Regions from separate parts of the Sus scrofa genome. Here all the other regions are linked to region 3. A link is a contact called in public Hi-C and HiChIP or PLAC-seq data. All regions are on one chromosome and are shown on one strand. The core of a region is the stretch at or near the end of the contact, and the rest is flanking DNA. Distances in the headings are between cores, read along the strand shown. Region 1 has its middle 180 kb from the start of QKI. Region 2 has its middle 250 kb from the start of QKI. Region 3 overlaps PACRG (parkin coregulated gene protein).

The links. A called contact is a pair of places that touch in the nucleus more often than the background predicts. HiChIP or PLAC-seq counts read pairs in DNA pulled down with a chosen protein or histone mark.
Region 1: an H3K27ac HiChIP or PLAC-seq map of alveolar macrophages shows a contact between it and region 3. The contact joins two enhancer-like sites. A contact is called at or near these places in 1 of 47 Hi-C or Micro-C datasets (embryonic fibroblasts) and 1 of 2 datasets of contacts at active chromatin or transcription factors (alveolar macrophages).
Region 2: a Hi-C map of retroperitoneal adipose tissue shows a contact between it and region 3, with 2.1 times the contacts expected there. The contact joins two enhancer-like sites. A contact is called at or near these places in 2 of 47 Hi-C or Micro-C datasets (heart right ventricle and retroperitoneal adipose tissue).

The regions. Positions count from the first base shown.
Region 1 is chr1:4,700,718-4,704,656 of Sscrofa11.1, reverse strand. No RefSeq gene overlaps it. Among named protein-coding and RNA genes, the nearest start is that of QKI, 180 kb to the left of the region's middle. Within about 2 kb of position 1,561, at least 1 of the 83 cell types and tissues checked has an H3K27ac peak or open chromatin away from gene starts, as enhancers often do. A contact at or near this core is called in alveolar macrophages, where this site is marked.
Region 2 is chr1:4,634,475-4,638,204 of Sscrofa11.1, reverse strand. No RefSeq gene overlaps it. Among named protein-coding and RNA genes, the nearest start is that of QKI, 250 kb to the left of the region's middle. Within about 2 kb of position 1,749, at least 6 of the 83 cell types and tissues checked have an H3K27ac peak or open chromatin away from gene starts, as enhancers often do. A contact at or near this core is called in retroperitoneal adipose tissue, where this site is marked.
Region 3 is chr1:5,087,045-5,090,824 of Sscrofa11.1, reverse strand. The region is part of intron 4 of PACRG (parkin coregulated gene protein); the gene reads left to right. Among named protein-coding and RNA genes, the nearest start is that of QKI, 210 kb to the right of the region's middle. Within about 2 kb of position 1,669, at least 15 of the 83 cell types and tissues checked have an H3K27ac peak or open chromatin away from gene starts, as enhancers often do. A contact at or near this core is called in alveolar macrophages and retroperitoneal adipose tissue, where this site is marked.

The DNA.
Region 1 (3,939 bases), core at 312-2,811, 390 kb after region 3:
GCGCAACTTCTTTCTTCTCTAACTTCCTTCCATCGTCACATTTTCTCTCTGACACTGACCCTCTTGCCTCTTTCTTACAAAGATCCTGGTGATTACACTATGCCCTCTTGGATAATCCAAAAGTCTCCCCATCTCAAGGTCCTTAATTGATCACCCTTTCAAAGTCCTTTTTGTCATGTAAGGTAACATGCAAGTTTGGGGGGTTTAAGATGTGGACATCTTTGGGAGGACACATTTTTCTGTCTACCAAGGAGGGAAAAGAGAAAGGTCAGGGAAAGGAAAAAAAAAAAAAAAAAAAAAAAAAAAACAAGCATTGGTATATTTTTGCAAATTGTGTGTTTGTGTAAACAAGCAACTTTTAAAGATAAAACAATATTTGACATAAAATCATAAAGGAGAAGTAGAAGAAGAGGAGGCAGAGAAAGAGGAGGCAGAAATGGAAACAGCAATTTTCAAGGAAGAGTTTAAGCGAGTCAATCTGTTCATGTGTCTGGGCAGGCAAAGTTATTTCATAAGAAATCATTTCAAAATTTGATTTTATTTCTCAAGTCCGAGTTTCAGTTCCCTTGTTGGGAACAGAAAAGCAAGTGAGGACATAGATGGGGATTTTCATTCTTAAAACACTCCCGAGGTGCTGTCTTTTTAGAACAGAAGCCTGCTACTCTCTCTTCATTATAGACTCAAAATCTTTTTTTTTTCTTTCCCCTCCTGATCTGGTGTTCATTGAACAGTCTATCAACCTGACAGTCAGAGGCTTCATACAATGCCTGCCATTGCTAGGTGCTGGGAAGATACTTAAGGAAGCCAGATAACTTTTAAAGATAGTTTTGAGAAAAAAAGCAACACCTAAAATAAAATTCTTCGAGAGAGAGAGAGAGAGAGACTCCCTTGGAGAGAAATGAGCTGAAATTAGACATAATACCTATTTTTATCCTCTTGAAATTCAAATTTTCTGGAACCTAGATTAAGGTTACTATGTGAGCTTTCTTCTTTTCTTTAATTCCTAAAGGGTTTTAAGAATAACATTTCCTTTCCTTCCTCTTATCTTTCTCTCACACTTGAGACTGACTGTATTCTCGTGGAGGGCACCAATGAACCAATTCTAGTTTATGGGCATCATAGGACTGCATGTGTGACTGCAATGGCATCTTCCCCATGGAATTCTGGCAGGACATCAGAATCCTCGTATGGTGCTCCAGTCACCCACTAGAGCCGACATGCCAGTTGAAGATCTAGTTGCCATCCTGATATAGAGAGGTGGCCTGCAGTGGAATGGGGACCCAGGTGACCCAACAGAAGGGAAGGAGGAGGACAACAGTCGGTGGATGGGCTGGGGAAGAAGGTAAGAAACAGGATGAGTAATGAAGGAAGGGGTGGAGAGGTAGACCCATGCCTGGGCACTCCTTACATGGGCAGAGAGAACTGGCTTGGTGAAAGTGACAAGGTTGAAAGTTCAGAATGAACTTTCTGGTGTGAAGTTGCTTCTTGGCTCGTGTAGGTCAAGGCTGCTCAGTTATTTAATACTGGCATCTAACAGCATATGTAATGTCTATCTACGTAGTTCCTTTTTTTTTTCTTTTCTTTTTAATGGCCACATCTGCCACATACGGAAGGTCCCAGGCCAGGGATTGAATCTGAGTCACAGCTGCCACCTACACCACAGCTGCAGATGGGAATGCTGGGTCATTTAACACACTGTGCCAGGCTAGGGATCAAGCCTGCACCTCTGCAGTGATCTGAGCCACTGCAGTCTGATTCTTAATCCACTGCACTACAGTGGGAACTCCTATGGTTCCTTTTTTCTCTTATGTTTCTAATAAAGAAGATCATACAACTCACAAAATTAACTTGAAATTGATTAAAGACTTAAATGTAAGACCTGAAGCCATAAAACTCCTTGAATAAAATGTAGGGAAAAGCTTCCTGACATTGGTTTTGGCAGTGATTTTTTTGGATATGACACCAAAAGCACAAGCTATAAAGCAAAAATAAACAGGTCGGACTGTATCAAATGACAAAGCTTCTAAACAGCAAAGGAAAACATCAACAAAATTAAAAGGCAACCTACTGAATCAAAGAAAATATTTGCAAATCATACATCTGATAAGAGTTAATATCCGAAATACATAAGGAAGTCATACAGCTCAACAGCAACCCCCCCCCCAAATAATCCAATTAAAACGTGGGCAAAGGAATGGAATAGGCATTTTTCCCAAGAAATACAGATGGCCAACGTGTCCATGAAAAGTTGCTCAGCATCACTAATCATCAGGGACATGCGCCAGAACCACAATGAGACATCACCCTACACCTGTTAGGACGGCTAGCATCAAAAAGGCAAGAGATAACAAATGCTGGGGAGGATGAAAGGGAAGCCTTGCACACTGTTGGTGGGAATGTAAACTGGTGCAGCTACCGTAGGAAACCGTGCGGAGGTTCCTCAAAAAATTAAGAATAAAACCACCATAATGACATCCGAAGAAAATGAAACCTCCGTCTTAAAGAGATAGATAGCCGCATCCTCAAGTTCACTGTAGCATCAGTCATAAGAGCCGAAATATGAAGTGTCCCTTGACAATGACTGGATAAAGAAGAAACAGTATCTACTCTACATACAATGGAATAATCTTCAGCCACGAGAAAGAAGGAAATCCCGCCATTTGCTACAACACGGATGCATCTTGAAAGTATTATGTTAAGTGAACTAAGTCAGAGAAATAAAATATTGCATGCTCTCACTTATATGCCCAATCTTTTTTTTTTTTTTGTCTTTTGTCTTTTTTGAGGGCTGCACCCACGGTATATGGAGATTCCCAGGCTAGGGGTCTAATCGGAGCTGTAGACGCCAGCCTATGCCACAGCCATAGCAACTCGGGATCGAAGCTGTGTCTGCGACCTACACCACAGCTGGAGGCAACACTAGATCCTTAACCCACTGAGCGAGGCCAGGGATTGAACCTGCAACCTCACGGTTCCTCGTCGGATTCATTTCTGCGGCGCCACAACAGGAACTCCTATATGTGCAATCTTTAAAAACAACAACAACAATCCCAAAACATAGATATGCAGTGTAGACGGGTGGTTGCCAAGGGCAGGAGGATGGGGTGGGAAAATTGGATGAAGGTGGCCAACGGATGCAAACTTCTGGTTATAAGGTGAATAAGCCGCGGGGATGCAAGCACAGCATGGCGACTATAGTTAACTGGTGTTGTATACCTGGAAGTTGCTAAGACGGTAGACCCTACATTTTCATCACACACGAAAAGGTTAACTATGTGATGTGATGAACGTGTTAAACTTTATTGTGGTACATGTTCTGCGATACATATGTATATCAAATCATTACATTATATACATATACAATGCTGCATGTTCGTCAGTCTCAATAAAGAGGCGGAAATACACAAGCATCAGTATTGCTAACAATACTGAATCTGAATCAAATCTACTTTTTTTTTTCTTTCTCTTTTTGCCTTTTCTAGGGCCACACTCGTGGCATATGGAGGTTCCTAGGCCAGGGGTCAAATCGGAGCTGTAGCTGCCAGCCTACACCACAGCTCACGGGAACGCGGGATCCTTAACCCACTGAGCAAGACCAGGGATTGAACCCACAACCTCATTGGTTCCTAGTCGGATTCATTAACCACTGAGCCACGATGGGCAACTCCATACTTTTAACTGCTTTTAGTTAGACCCATTGAAAAGAAGATAAAGGCTAAGAAAGAAATTTAGCGTCAGTCTATTTAAGAAAAAAATTAGTAAATTATGGAGTTCCCACTACAGTGCAGTGGGTTAAGGATCTGGTGTTATCTATGTGGTGGCGTAGGTTGATACCCAGCCCAGCACAGCGGGTTAAGGACTGATGTTGCCGTAGCTGTGGCATAGGTTGCAGCCATGGCTGGGATTGATTCCTGGCTTGGGAACTTCTGTATGGTGCAG
Region 2 (3,730 bases), core at 500-2,999, 450 kb after region 3:
AATCAAAGTCATTTTGGAAATGTGAAAAGCCTGCTTCCCTGATCTTTTCTTTTCGAGACTCATAAAATATAAAAAATAGTACCTCATTTATTTTTCTTGGCCAAGCCGTTTATCTACGTGTCCTATTCAAATAATAAGAAGTAAAATAAAAGCAGTTGTCATTTACTAAGCTCTTACTTTTTGCCAAGTACTGCGGCATGTATTTCTTATCTTTTTTAAACTTTTTTTTACTTTTATTATTATTATTATTTTGCTTTTTAGGACCACAACTGTGGCATTTGGAAGTTCCCAGACTAGTGGTTGAATCGGAGATAGAGCTGCTGGTCTACACCCCAGCCACAGCCATGCCAGATCTGAGTCACGCCTGTGACCTACAACGCAGCTCAGAGCAACACCGGATCCTTAACTCACTGAGCGAGGCTGGGGATGGAATCTACATTGTCACGGATACTAGTTGGGCTCCTAACCCACTGAGCCACAGTGGGAACTCCCCCACATCCTCTCATCTAGATCTTCACAGCAAACTTAGGAATAAGCCAGGAGTCCTGTAAAGACCCCAAAGTATAAAGTATCTTGTTTAAGGACATGTGGCTCAGACATACTGAAGTCCTGGTTAAAACTGGGCTGCTTAGTCCTTTCTTACAATTTTTAGCAACAAGGACAGCTAATGTATTTTCATGTTGTATTTTCACACGCGGTGTCTCACCGACTCTCAGACAATGTGCAAGTATGGATTTTGGTATTATTCCCACTTTACAAACAGGGAAGCTGCAGGTCAGAGACACTGGGATTTGCCCAAACACAGCACACTTCCCCAAAGGGCTGCAGAGGCCACACCGTGGGTAAAGCAAAGCCAGCATGAAAACTGGGCCATCTGACTCCAACTCTAGTGCCACTCACAATTCTATACTGAAGAAACAAAACAAATGTACAAGACAGACAGACACACATTTATGGCAGCAGGAGAGTCTTCCCCTGGTCCCCAGCATCCGTCAGGGTGGAAAGGAATGTTTGCTAACATCAGCACCGTGTAGCCCACCACCCTGGGCACCTGCGCGGGAGGCTGAAGGGGTGCGGATGGAACGGTCCAGCCTCAGTACCACGGGGCAGCCGAGGAGTCCGGCAAAGCGCAAGAGCCGGAGCTCACTTGGACTCCTCTCACAGGCCAGGGCATGGCGGGAGGAGAAACTGGGCAAGCCTAGAAATGCGGAGGCGTGTGGGGGATGTCCCGGAGGCTGGAGGCCAAGAGGGGTGCGAGGGAGAAGGCTGAGGGGGTCAAGGTGAAGCTGACTTCGTGGGCGTTGTGTGCGCCGGGGGAACACTGAAGACGTCCCTTTAATCTTCAGGATGAGCTCAGAGGTGTCCAGGGTGCGTGTACAGCCTCTGCTCATTCATTTAAGGCATGATTAGATGTCGGTGCTGTTGGAGCTACATTTTAGGAAATGACTATTCATAATGGAAGTCCTGGCAAAGTTTCCTTATAATCAGCAAAACGGGGTGGAGGGCTCAGCTGCGGCACCCACGCAAAAGGCTCTTAATTTATGAGTGATGTTAAGTGATGCCGGCTGCCAGAGAGTCAGATACGGGAAGCGATACAGTAAGTCATTGGGGATATGCTAGTTTTTCTCTTTTCATTTGACAACCGCAGGAAGTGGCCATTAGCCAAGCCAGCTGAGGAGAGAGCATCGTGATGGCTCTGCTACGTGCTCGGGTTCTTGAATAACTCCAGAGGCCCAACAGGAAAGACTGCTGGGCGTGGGGGTGGGAAGTCTGGGCAGAGGTCGAAGGACCGGGTGGAATGCGCGGTGTGTAGTTAAGCCCAGCAGGAACAGGCATCTGAAGGGCTCCTAGGGATTTTCCAGGTTGGGCTGACCTCACTCAGATTTGTCATAAGCCTTATAAAAATAGTTTGGGGGTCTTTGAGGTGCAAGCGGTGCATGGAGAACTTTCAAATATCTAATTCCTTTCTTTGTTCATTTCTAGAAAGAGCAATTCAGTATGATGAGATTTCCAATGTCATTTTGCATGAAGGCAGAGGCACACTGCAGGCTAGGGCAGGGCTTTGTATCTGAGACTAACTGTTGGGTGCAGGGTGTCACCTACTCCTCTCCTTTCTGAAGCCTAGACTGAGACCTGAACCGTAGAGAAACTACCAGAACTCTCGGATAATATCGGAAGCCCAGGAGCCTGGGGAGGACAGTGGGGCATGCATGTTTGGGAAACTTGTCTTTCACAAAAAAATTCCAAAGATGCTCATATTTGCTGAAGAGTTGACTCATTGAGATGTTAGGTAACTAAGGCCACAGACGGGGTTCCCTTAAATGCGTACGGAGCAGGCAGTACAGGGGTGTTGGGGAGCAGAGTTTCCGCCCTTCCTACCTGTGCCAGGTGCATAAACTGCGATTTGCCCTCCCAGTTGGATCATTGGCTGACCCTTCCTTTTCTAGCATGGCCGCCATCGCTCTTTGTCTTCCCTGACATAAATATTTTATGCTCACTGGAAGTTTCTTTCTTTCTTTCTTTCTTTCTTTCTTTTTTTTTTTTTTTTTTTTTTTTTTTTTTTTTTTTTTTTTTTTTTTTTTTTTTTTTTTTTCTTTCTTTCTTTCTTTCTTTCTTTCTTTCTATCAGCTCACACCAGTCGGAATGGCCACCATCAAAAAGTCCACAAATAATGAATATTGGAAAGGGTGTGGAGAAAAGGGAATCCTCCCACAGTGTTGGTGGGAATGTAAATTGGTGCAGACACTATGAAGAACAGTATGGAGGTTCCTTAAAAAACAAAAACTGTAATTACCACATGATCCAGCAAGCCCATACCTGGGCATATATCCAGAGAAAACTCTAATTTGAAAAGATACATGCACCCCAATGTTCACTGCAGCTCTATTTACTATAGCCAAGACATAGAAGCAACCTAAATGTCCAATGACAGATGAATGGATCGAGATGTATATTTACATTAATGGAATATTTATCAGCCAAAAAGGGAATGAAATAATGCCATGTGCAGCAACGTGGATGGACCCAGACATTATCATAAGCTGGATAAAGACAAATATCATATGATACCACTTATATGTAGAATCTAAAAAAAAGTGACACAAATGAACTTATTTACAGAGCAGAAACAGACTCATAGACATAGAAAACAAACTTGTGGTTACCAAAGGGGAAAATCCAGGGAAGAGTTTGGGATTAAGATATAAACCCTACTATATATAAAGCAGATAAAAAATAAGGGCCTACGGTATAGCACAGGAAACTATGCTTAATATTTTATAGTAACCTATATGGGAAAAGAATCTGAAAAGAATAGATAATTACTTTGCTGTACAGCAGCATTGTAAGTAAACAATACTTAAATAAAATTTTAAGGTTGAAGAGAAGGAATACTCCCAAAGACATTCTGTGATGCCACCATCACCCTCATTCCAAAACCAGACAGAGATACCACCAAAAAAGAAAACTATCGCCCAATATCATTGATGAATATAGATGCAAAAATTCTCAACAAAATCTTAGCCAACCAAATCCAACAACATATCAAAAAAAGTATACACCATGACCAGGTAGGGTTCATCCCAGATTCACAAAGATGGTTCAACATATGCAAATCAATCAACATCATACACCACATTAACAAAAAAAAGTCAAAAATCATATGATCATCTCAATAGATGCAGAAAAAGCATTTGACAAAGTCCAACATCATTCATGATCAAGACCCTCG
Region 3 (3,780 bases), core at 420-2,919:
CCATGCATAACATTGGGTTTTGTTCTGTCTTCTCTTATTCTTCACCTGTTCTTCCATCTGATCCATGTCTCTGATTAAGGAATCAGGCTTTCTCTTCAAGAATACCTGCCCATTTCCTGGGCATATTTGCTTCCCCAGTGAAAGCTTTAAGTGAGTCATTCACCTGATTGGTACTTTCTGAAAAAAAGAGAACCATGTGAAGATAAATGCTTCTTTCCACCTGATAAATCTTGGGTTTATCAACAAGTCAATTCATTAAAATATCATGACCCTTCATAAGATTTTCTTGTATAGGCACAATGACACTATTTGCTTTTATACTCCTATATGAAATAATGAATTCACATCAGTTGTTACATAACTTGTAATAAATAGATCATGAAAATACTGCTAAGGAATGTCATTGAGTTTCTGAGGAAGCGGTTTAATTTCTTCTATACTCGTGAGCAACTTACTTGGTTGTTCAAGCATATGGAGAGGCCAACAGGCTCTGTTTCTTAGGTTGAAATTGTGCAGAAAATCAGATAATAATCTGATTTGTAATCTCAAAGAGTATCCACAAATTATTAACAACAATTTCTGCCTCTCACAGAGTGAGCACTCCACGATCCCACATCAGATGCTGCATGTCTTTTGCTGGATTGGTATTTTTATACATAGTAATTTGGTGCTCAAGCAGTTACAACATTTAACGGGTGGCACTCAGGTTGTAAATAACAGAGCGAGGGTGTGGTCCAGATATATCTGCTTCACAATCTGCATGGCTAACTACTTGGCTGTGCAACCTTCCCCAGAAGTCAAAGCAGCATTAAATCACTTAGTCACCTGTGTCGGTACCTGGGTAGGAGAGGCTGAGGTGAGATGACAGGGCTGAGATGCTGGGCTTAAGGACGCTGGCTTGAGAGATGCTGGACTGAGGGGTGTTGGGCTGAATGATGGGTCCAGAGATGATGGGCTGAAAGATCCTGCTACACATTGCTTCTCGCTGCTGGCACCAGAGTTTGAAGCCAGGTCAGATTGACTCTTATACCTGCCCATCCATTACCTCAGTACCACACCGCAGGCTGTTTTGTAAACTTAGGCTTAGATGAAGAGTACACAATAAAGCCTTGTTAACAGAAGCATCAGCAAACTTTTATCTACACACACAGCATCTCAATGGCCGACTGAGTGATCCAGATGGCCACTTGGGGACAGCAGAGGCTCAGGGGCAGCAAAAAGGCAAGCAGGGGTTGGAGATGAAAGAGGCAATTCTCAATTATTCTGCGGGTCCCTAGAGATGAACACTGTGAACTTGTTCCCAGTCTCTGAGTCTCATGCCAGCTGTCCCCCGCCCCTTCCTCAGCCACCACCCAAGGACGTGTCCCTGGAAATGTTCCACGTGTGTGGGGGAGGGAGAACTGGAGGTTATTTGCTTGTGATGGAAAAAGAAAATACACATACATCTCCAGCCAACCCTTGCTATAGACATATTTTTGCTGTTTTACAAACTAGACCACAGCACTTCATTAGTAGTCAGTAACCTGCACTGGTTTATTTCTCACCATGAACCACTCATTTACTATGAATGTGTTTTTCATCACTGACTGAAGCAAAGTACCATGCTCACCATGACCACCTGAGTTCCACCTGGTCACCAGTGCACAGGAGGCTGGCAAGGCTGGGGAGGTGCAGCCAACTAACACGTGCTGATGGGAGCCGGTGCTGAAGCAGGGCCAAGCTGGCCCAGCATGCTGTTGGAGCTGTCCTTGCTGTTGATCTAAAACAAAGCCCCTGTTCCCTTCCCATCCTTTTAGCCTTAGTGCTCTTAGGGAAGGTTTAATGATTCTTGATCAAATCTCAACTCAGATCGGTTATCTACATACATTCTTAGGGCTTAACCTCCTCAGTTCCTCTTATGGTTTCCACTGAAAGCAACAGGCTTTTCTAGGCCCTTTTTTATTCCCCTGCTCTGTTGCGAAATAGCTGCTACCTTTCTCTTAGTGAGCCAACTGCTTCCCAACCACGAGCGACGTCATTGCTTTCACTAATTTCTGAAAATTTGTAGTCACAAAATCAGCGGAAGGATAATGTTACTGAAGAAATCCCAACATTTTAGGCCTTGCTTAAATTAATAGTTTTACTTTATCCTGGTTCTCAGTTAAAACATGAGGCAAGAATGGTTTTTGGAATGTTGTTCTGTCTATAAAGTCAATCCAGTTAGGACCGTGGATGAGTCTTATTGCCTTCCACCATGATCATAATCCCCACTTATTTCCAAGCTGCTGAAACTAATCTCTTAAGCCATGATATATCCGAAAAGAAACTCTTGCTGCTTAATGTGGCCTCTTACTTAAGCCTAATATGGCAGGCTTCACTGGAGACAAGAACTTCAAATTATTTAACTGACAACATTAATAAAATGATGCTTAAAACATGGTCATATATGAAATAATAATTATCTATGTAAAGAGAACACTTCCACCAATATTATCTCACTTTATCTTTACAAGCAGTCTTGTGGTGTACGTATTGCCCTATTTTGTTGACAAGGAAACTGAAACTTATAGACGTTGATTAACTCCTTCAGGGCCTCAGAGGCAGTAATTTGCAGACAACGGTCTTGTTGGAAGGTTTTAAGTCAGGCTCAAACGGGAGCGTAGCTTTGCTAGGCAGGAGCAGAGTGGTAGACAGGCTGCGAGTCCGGGGAAGAAAGAGGTCCTGGTGGACCTTTGCTGTGAAGGAAGCCTGTGGAGGAAGCATAGCTTGAAGAATCACTGGGATTTCATTGTGTAGAAGATAGAGCCATGAGGGAGCTCCCTGGTGACTAGAGGTTCAGGGTTCGATGTTGTCACTGCTGGGGCTCAAGTTCAGTCCTTGGCCTGGGAACTTCCGCATGCTTTGGGTGAGGCCAAAAAAATGATAATAATATTTTTTAAAAAAAGAAGAAGAAGGAGATACAGCTGCGAAACAATGTGTTCCGTATTGCACAACCGTAAATACTGGTTGAACGGATGAGGTTGGAAGGTATCGAAGATCAGGAAAATGACCCAGAAGCTGAGAAGGCAAACTTCCCGTGGTGGAGGGGACCCTGAGTAGGGCCCTAGCTCTGGGAGAGGGTCCCTCGGGAGAAGCAGGAGGAGATGGGGAGGGAACGGTGCTCTGGTGCAGAGAAGCACATGGGAGGCGAGGCTAAAAAGTGCTGGCCTCGTCTGCGGATTGAGGTCAAAACTGCTTTGCTTTTGACTAATCAACTTTACCCTGAAAACAAAGGGAAGTCATTGGCGACTGGTAGGAAGTTTTAGGACAAAGCCCAGGGTAGGAAGACGAGCAGGAAGTGAAGCACGAAGTCTACAGAAGCACCTCTGCCCCTGATTTTAAGAACCCCACCCCGTGTCCTTCCAAAGCCTCCTTTCAAGTCTTCCATCAGGGGGAAGCAGTGGGTCTAAAAGGCAACCTAGCTGGAAGGGGTAGGGAGAAAAAAAAAGAGAGAAAAAGAAACCTTGAAAACTTCCCTTTCTTGATTTGTACCCAAAGAGATCTGTTGTAGGGTCACTCTTTTCATTAGGGTTTTTAAGCTAATCAGTAGACCTTATTAAAGAATTACAAAGCTTTCACTGTAAGAATAATTAAGTGAAGTAATTTCCTACATCTAAAGTGATCAAATATGCTTGTGAAATTAAAAAAAAAGTAGGCTAATGATAAAAATATAGTTGTAATGAAACTGTATGCCATTTATTGATTTTATTATGTACGTCCTTTTTGCATCCTTAATTCAAAGCATTGAAATGCTGATTTGGT